Regions from separate parts of the Mus musculus genome. Here region 2 is linked to region 1. Evidence: chromatin contacts called from public Hi-C data. All regions are on one chromosome and are shown on one strand. The core of a region is the stretch at or near the end of the contact, and the rest is flanking DNA. Distances in the headings are between cores, read along the strand shown.

Region 1 (3,977 bases), core at 1,391-3,890:
ACAGAATGTGTCTGCATAAAGTGGGAAGAGGGGTGCCACCAGAAGAGGGACTTACACTCCCATCTCCCTTAGTTTCAATAACCCAGAGGACTTTGTATAGAGATGGATGCTGCAATCAGAAGATAGGATAGAAAACGAACACACACACACACACACACACACACACACACACACACACGCACGCACACGCGTGCACACACACACACGTATGTATGTATATATGTATGTTTACAGTGGCAAGGTTTTATCTAGAAAGTTCATTCACAGGGGGCTCTCAGGTAGGACTCTTACTGGATTGCTGCTTTTACATAGATGAAACGGTGATGATAGCAAACTAAGAAATAATTAAACTTGGGAAGGCCAACAGAAAGAATGGAAGCAGGCAACCTTGGGAGATAGGAAGTTAGGGGACCCTCCAGAATACACCAGAGACCTGGGAGGTGAGAGACTCTCAGGACTCAAACGAAGGGACCTTAGATGAAATGACAGACAGTAGAGAGAGGGAACTTATAGAGCCTGCCTCCAGCAGGAAGACAGGACATCAAATGAGGGATGGGGTTGCCATCCCACAGTCACAATTCTGACACATAATTGTTCCTGTCTGAAAGAATTACAGGGATGGAAATGGAGAGGAGCCTGAGGAAAAGAACGTCCAGCAACAGACCCAAAGTGGGATCCAGCTCAAGGGAAGGTCCCAAGGCCTCACACTATTACTGAGGCTATGGAGCACTCACAAAAAGGGACCTATCATGACTGCCCCCTGAAAGACCCAACAAGCAGCTGAAAGAGTCAGATACAGATATTCACGCCCAATGGACAGAAGCAGCTGACCCCTGCTGTTGAATTAGGGAAGCTGAAAGAACCTGAGGAAAGGGCGATCCTGTTGGAGGCACCAGCAGTTTCAATTAATCTGGACCCCCAAGATCTCTCAAACACTGGACCACCAAACAGACAACATACACCAGCTGATATGAGGCCCCCAACACACATACAGCAGAGGACTTCCAGGTCTGTGTTCATTCAGAGATGATGCACCTAACCCTCAAGAGACTGGAGGCCCCAGGGAGTTTAGAGGTCAGGTGGGGTGGGGGGTATAGGGGCATCCACATGGAGACAGGGGGTGGGGATTGGGAGGAGGTGTGGAATGGGGAGCAGTCAGGGGGTGGATGTGGGGGTGGGGAATGGAATATGGAGTGTAAAAAATAAATTAATCTAAAAATAAAAGAAATAATTAAACTTGGAAATGAAGTTTAAAGATACCTGCAATGCAAAACTCACATCGTCTTCTGCACAGAAAGGTTAAACTGAGAGCTGTTATGCTGTCGGTGCTGTCTACAAGAGTGTACAAATAATACCCAAAGTTGTCACCTGTACACTTATACCAAGGAGCTTAGGAAACTGTCCGTACAGTTTAAGACTCTAAGTGGCCCCTTTTATCAGATAGGAATATAGCATGTTTAACTTATTGGTTTGGTCTTAATATAAAACTTTGAAAATTATATGTCACTGTAAGTATTAATACAGTTGACAAGGACCTCAGAAAATGTCAAAAAGTCATTGACATGGCTGTATTTCTCAGCTCTTCTCTGGCAATGAACATGTCACGTTATTTCCTACCTGTGACTTTTCTAAGAACTTAGATTCAGTGGAGCATTACAGAAACTTCATTCTTTTTAAAGTGCTTCTTAGATTTCTTAATTGTATTATTTATGTTGTAAATATTTTGCCTGCACGTATGTGTGAAAATGCTTAGTACCTACATAGGTCAGAAGAGGGCACTGGATCCCTTGGAACTGAAGCTGTGGGTGGCTGTGAACCACCACATGGGTATTAGGAATCGAACCTGTGTCCTCTCCAAGAGTAACAGGTGCTCTCAACTCCTGAATCATCTTTCCAGCTCCGACCGTCATATTATTTCCCTGGTCTGAAAAACTTAAAAGCAATCAGTAGGGAGGAAACACCCATTGTAACACAATGTCTTGTTTTGTTCCACTACTGTTTAATAGAAATCGTGTTCAAAGGGCAACTCAAGCTAGATATGATCTCCTGACTGGAAATCTTAGCCGTCCCCTTGTTTGTACCTGTCACTGGCTGGCTGGTTAATCACGGGCTGCACCACCCACACTGCACCACTGGTTATTCATTGCTTACTAAGTGACGGTAAGACACAGAGCAGGAGGCGCAGTCTTGTTGTGAAGACCCCAAAACTGTTCGGAGTAATAAGACATAAGTGAGTGAAAGGTAGACCCATCTAGGCTGGCACAGGAACGGCCTGTGAGTTAGCACAGGTTACAGATATAAGAATCAAGGTGAATGAAGACCTAAGAAAATCTATCATGACAGGAAAGAGAATTAGAAACGACTCCACAAAGGAGGTGAATAATGGTCTAGGGATTGTGAAAATGGAGACATATCAATATGAGATTAATAGATTAAGTTGAGCCAAAGGTTCCAAAGCATACTAATTATCTAAACGAATGCAGAGCAGTGCCAAAGCTACAGGAAAACTACCAGCAACCTTGAAAGACCAAGCACTCCACTGTCGGCACTGTTAGGCATGGAGCTCGCTGCCCTTACAGAGCATGGAGATTGGCCCTGCATCTGAGCTGAAGACACAGAGGGACAGTGAAGTGCCCAGCAGCACTCAGCTGATTCACAGCCAGAACGCCAGTGTCCGTCCACAGTGTCACACTGCCTCTCGTGGCTCACGGCTTGTATGAAATAAACACAGGCTGGTTAAGGGTTATCTTTCAACTCTATAGCCTGGCTCTAAGAGAGTCATAGATAGATGCTACAGAGAGGGAGGACTTCATACTTTAAAGCCCACTAAGAAACATCCGGAATATCCACGGTCCTTCTTCTGCTGGTCACAACTGCAGGCAAAGGTTGCCTGCTGGCAGAGACTTGGGTATTGGTAAACACTGCACACGGCACAGCACAGCACCGCCCTCCAGAAAGAACGGTCGACTCAAAGTCTCAACAGGCCTGAGGTTGAGGAGCTAAACTCAAGAGAATGTCTATTACTACAGGTGAGAGAGAGAGAGAGAGAGAGAGAGAGAGAGATCAATCGATCATGCCTCTTTCTGCCCTGAAAGAGAACCATCCTAGACCTACCAAAGCATTAGGCACCCAGGCAGGAATGCATTCAATATCCAGTTTACAGGACAGAGTACAAGCCAACAGCTGAGCTAGCCTTCCCCACCAGGTAGGTCTGACTGTCCATCTGCACGTGACAGTGGTGCTGAGGGAGACTGAGTCTTTATACCTTTTTTTTTTTTTTTGAGAACTGATAAAATTCTTTAGGCAAATTTGTACCTAATGACAACACCCATCCATACTTGGAGAAAATTCTTAAAGCTGCATGGATCCCATGAGGCCCAGGAAACATGAGCTAGAGCAAGAGCAGGCAGGCTGCCAAACATACACCGACACACCGGCACCCCAGGCTGGGGTTATGGCATGCTCACTCTATGAACGCTATCCTCTTCTCTAAGGCCCCTGCACAGAGTCCTACTGTGTTCCTCAATTCTCCCACCTATGATTGGCACCTCTTGCCACTTGCCTGTAACAGTTGCCGGGCCCCATTCATGACAGAACTGGAAAAGACAAAATGTCTTGATTTGCTGGCTGGGTAAGGAGGATGCAGAAGGACGCTACACTTTAGTTCAGAATTTGAGATGTTACCTATGGAAAGAGGTTTTGCAGAGACAGTGTGAAAAGCAAATCCAGTTTCCAAAGACCCCATCCAGAGCACCAGGCAGCCAGCTTCTAGCAGCCTTGTGCTCAGGAAGATGCTCTGAGATGCAGGGCACACTTCTGACTATGCTATATTTATAAACTGCTCAGGGAGAAAAGTCAACTTTTAATGCAAAGAGAATATCCTTGGATGGATTTGGTCTTGGAAATTTCTCTATGAAAATGCCACACCACGGTGTATTTTAACATCAGTGTGAGCCACACTGCCATCTATGGCCACT
Region 2 (3,954 bases), core at 233-2,732, 140 kb before region 1:
AATTCATAGCCTTCTGCTCAAATGTTAGGATTACAGGAGTTTATACTAGCTTTTTTTTTCCCCCCCTGGAGGGTCCATGGAAGAAAAAAGATAAATTGCTGTTCAAAGCCCACTAGTTCCCTCCATATTTTCTGTCACTATACGCAAACACTAGAGATAATTAATTTACACAGAGGAAAAGTTTGTTCAGCTTACTGTTTATGGTGTTTCCAGACTGTGACCAGACTCAGGACTTGAGTCTTCAGGTGAGGAACAGGTATGGAGCAAACTGCTTGCCGCTTGGGTGGGACATCCATCCCAGGCTCCTAGCAGGCCCTACTTCATAAAGATTCCACTGCCTCCCAACAGTGCCACCCTGCTAAAAAGCTGCCAGTCTTTGTTCATGGCTTCTATAAGACTTCAACAGCCAAGCTGGAACATTCTTGAGAAAGCACTATCATATTCCTGATTTCAAAAGTTATCATTATTTATTATTACTATTACTGTTATCATTATTGTGGAAACTTTTAGTTCCATCCAAAGGAACTGGGATTGTCACTCAGTACTGTGGCTGTTCCATAAAGAGAGATGAGGCCCATCTCCTTTCTATCAGGTTTAAGATGCTGGGTGCTCTCTTTCCCATGTATGTATGTATGTATGTATGTATGTATGTATGTATGTATATGTGTATGTAGCTAACCCTTCATCCCTTAACTGCCTAACAGGTGACTTAAGCATCAAGGAGACAAATGGCGTGACTGCTGCCCATCTTCCCTCCCTTCTGGAGCCCAGGACGAGCCGGAACCCCAGATGAATAGAGCAGCTCATCCGGCCTCACCGCAGTACTTAAAACTGCTCAACACTAAGAAGAGAAACAATAACCTCATCAAATCAAAGGACTCATTTATAAAACAAGGACTGAAAAGGCCCTGTTCAAAAGCAGTTAGCCATGTAAACACATCAGAATAACACGAACTGTAGGTTAGAGAGTTAGCCTCATAGAAACATAAGCAACATCATCTATGTATCTAATGTAAGCCTAACTTCAGTAAACAGTAAGCTGTTTTGAGATAAGAACTCTTCACTGAGGAGACATGCTTCCTGTAAAGGCAGATACCATTTCCGGTTGCAGCCATATTTAAATTCATGCAGGCAGTACTGGAAGAGGTCATAACTTGTGCCCCAGGTCACCTCTTGCAATCAGAGTGCCACCATTTCCAGGGAGCTGATGAGCCTTCAGCAGTCACTAAATTAATCATATACAAGAAATAACACCATAACCTACTTCAAATTATGGGTGCCAGTTTAGTGTTGGGGCTGCCTTGCCTTGAGAACCCAGACAAAAATAACACAGAAGGCAAACTTCCTTTTAAAACACACCACACATCCACACACACACACACACACACACACACACACACACACAAGCTCAGGAAGCTGGTGAACAGCTAGCTCAGAAGCCTTGAGAGCCGGCTGTGTGCAGCATTCTTTGAATACGAATTAGCAGTGGGTAATGGCAGCATATTTATGAGGCCTCTTGCCGGGCCCTTTCCTCCTGTGAATGCTGTATAATTCATTGCATGCGCCCTGACCCCAGTGCGCTCCTGTTCTGACAAATCATACTTGATTAAGACAAATCTTTATTAGTTAGCTAGTCAACTTCCCCATTTATCACTGGCAAATCCCATTCTCTTTCAGGTGCAGGGAAGGTGACTGAAGCCTTCACAAACAACAGCAGAGCCACCTCAGATAGTGCAGAAGAGTGAAGTATTTCTCACAGACACAGCAAATACAGCCCCAAGCTTCAGAGTCTTAGTAGATGATTAGACAAAGAATTCAATAGGGTTATAGTACACACACTGAGACTAGAACCCTCTACACATTTCACCCAAGCCAAGAAACTATTAATTGGGAAATCTATTTCATGATTATTTTTATCATCTACTAAACTTATTTTGAAAGCAAAATGCTATGGTCTTTAAAAACTGTATTATAAAGTTGGAGGCTCAAATGATGAACAATGAAGGTAAAAGGGCTTCCTAGTATACCAAGAGTTGTGGTCCTCACAATAAACAGACAATCAAACAGCAAAACTCTTTAAAATGGAGAACTGACTACGATGGGAGATGGGATGAACACAGGCCTATTGCTGACTCGTTAGTAGGGTGGGACATGGGTTTAACTTGAACCTTTTGCTTCACTCTCTGAATTTCAGTGCTGTTTACTCTAAATAACTTGATGGTTTTACAACAGCTGATCCTTTCTTGGATGTCATCCCAGAACTTCTCTCGGAACCCCAGCAAGGAAGTCATTGGTCACAAAGTTGTATACTCTGCCCCAGAACTGCCACTCAACACAGAAAACGGTGTCCTTTCAACAAGTTTCAGAAACCCTGGCCTCAGAGAGGTAGCTCAGCTCAGGCATTACCTCGCCCCTCCATGAGAGACTGAATGAGATGCTCATGTTGGACTGTCATTTCTCAAAATTTTACTCTTGGGTTTCATTCCAGTGTAGGAGAAATGTTGTTTTGGGGGTTCTCACATTACCAAATCAATCCAGATGTGTAATCTCAATGCAGAGACAATATGTCAATATTGTATAGTACTTCCACATGAGATCCTACTATATTCCACAAATGTTAATACACAAATCTATTTATTACCAATGAAGAAGCCCATTTTTCCTCCTGATATCATTAATGAAATGCCATTTAACACTATATGGTGTGGAGATAATGTTTTACCTTTCTGATGTCCGTATGTGTTAAATGGAAGCACCACTCAAAACCAGTTTGCATGTGGAGGCTGTCTGCTGTTTGCCAAAACTTCCCATTTAGAAAATGTGGATACATCTTGAGAAATGAGGTCAGAGCTTGGTAGGAGAGACTTCAAAAGAACACCTAGTGCAGCAGGGAATAGTGTGTTGATGGTTTTATAAGCAGACCGGCTCTGATTATGTGTATGGGTTCAGAGGAGATCACATCTGAACACCCCCCACACCCCCCCCTTACAGGGCTTTCATCAGGATCTTAAAGCAGTGAACAACTATCCCAAAAGTGCAAATTGCCATGGTCCTGTCGGAACACTTTTATTTATTTGGAGGGTAGGCTGGAGAGCTCTCATCCTTATAACATGTCCACAATAAAGGGAAAGTTTTGAAGTTGCCTACTACCCATTTATTTATTTATTTATTTATTTATAAAAGTTGATTAAAAAAACAAACAAACAAAAACAACTCTTCCAGAAAGGTTAAAGTACTTGCCCATGGGAGCAAAGCTTGGATCACAGGTTAGGTTAGAAATCCAAGTCCATAGAACATTCTTGACAGTCAGCAGGATAGGAGGCAGTGTGGAGATTTCAAGTAGGACAAAGTAGGGTCTGAGCATCTTGTAGCCCACACCCAAACAGGATGGAGTAACATGAAACCCCCCATTAAAACCAAGTGTAAAGCAAGATTCAAGCACTGAGTGGAAGAAAGTGTCCAGTGTGTAGGACCAGCAACAAAAGGTGCTCTCCACGGACCTGTTCGGCATCCTTGGCTTCAGAAATCCACGTCTCGCTTCCCTTTCCAGGCTTCTTGACTCCACGCAAGCTAACCTGACTGAGAATGATGCTGATGGCTTCCCATAGATAGAACTTAAAATCTAAGTGTGATTTATGCTCCCCCCTCCCCTCCCCACTCCTTTCTGTCTCTTGTTTCTTTTGAGAATCTGTATCACACTAACCTGAAAGTATGGCATATGATGGGCATTTGGATAATTTACAAGAAAGGTTACATTTCCAGAAAGATTTGCCAGTGCAGAGGTTGAAAGGCATCTGTTCTTCCTGGTGAACCTAACAGATGGGACACAAACCAAATTGAATGCTAAGACTATATACAGGATGCTGTCCTGCTAACGTTTAAAGTATTTGCTCATTTATTTGTTTACTTTATGTGCATGCCTATATAAGTCTATATGTAACACAAGTGTGCAGG

The links. Hi-C and Micro-C count contacts between places; a contact is called where the count stands out from the background.
Region 2: a Hi-C map of liver shows a contact between it and region 1, with 5 times the contacts expected there. The contact joins two enhancer-like sites. A contact is called at or near these places in 9 of 39 promoter capture datasets (the 3T3-L1 cell line, the HPC-7 cell line, embryonic stem cells and 4 more) and 4 of 484 Hi-C or Micro-C datasets (the G1E-ER4 cell line, Th1 cells, brown adipocytes and 1 more).

Annotation. Positions count from the first base shown.
Region 1 is chr19:55,341,569-55,345,545 of GRCm38.p6, reverse strand. The region is part of intron 3 of Vti1a (vesicle transport through interaction with t-SNAREs 1A); the gene reads right to left. Among named protein-coding and RNA genes, the nearest start is that of Vti1a, 28 kb to the right of the region's middle. Within about 2 kb of position 2,640, at least 18 of the 459 cell types and tissues checked have an H3K27ac peak or open chromatin away from gene starts, as enhancers often do. A contact at or near this core is called in liver, where this site is marked.
Region 2 is chr19:55,479,024-55,482,977 of GRCm38.p6, reverse strand. All of the region lies in intron 5 of Vti1a (vesicle transport through interaction with t-SNAREs 1A), which reads right to left. Among named protein-coding and RNA genes, the nearest start is that of Vti1a, 160 kb to the right of the region's middle. Within about 2 kb of position 1,482, at least 21 of the 459 cell types and tissues checked have an H3K27ac peak or open chromatin away from gene starts, as enhancers often do. A contact at or near this core is called in liver, where this site is marked.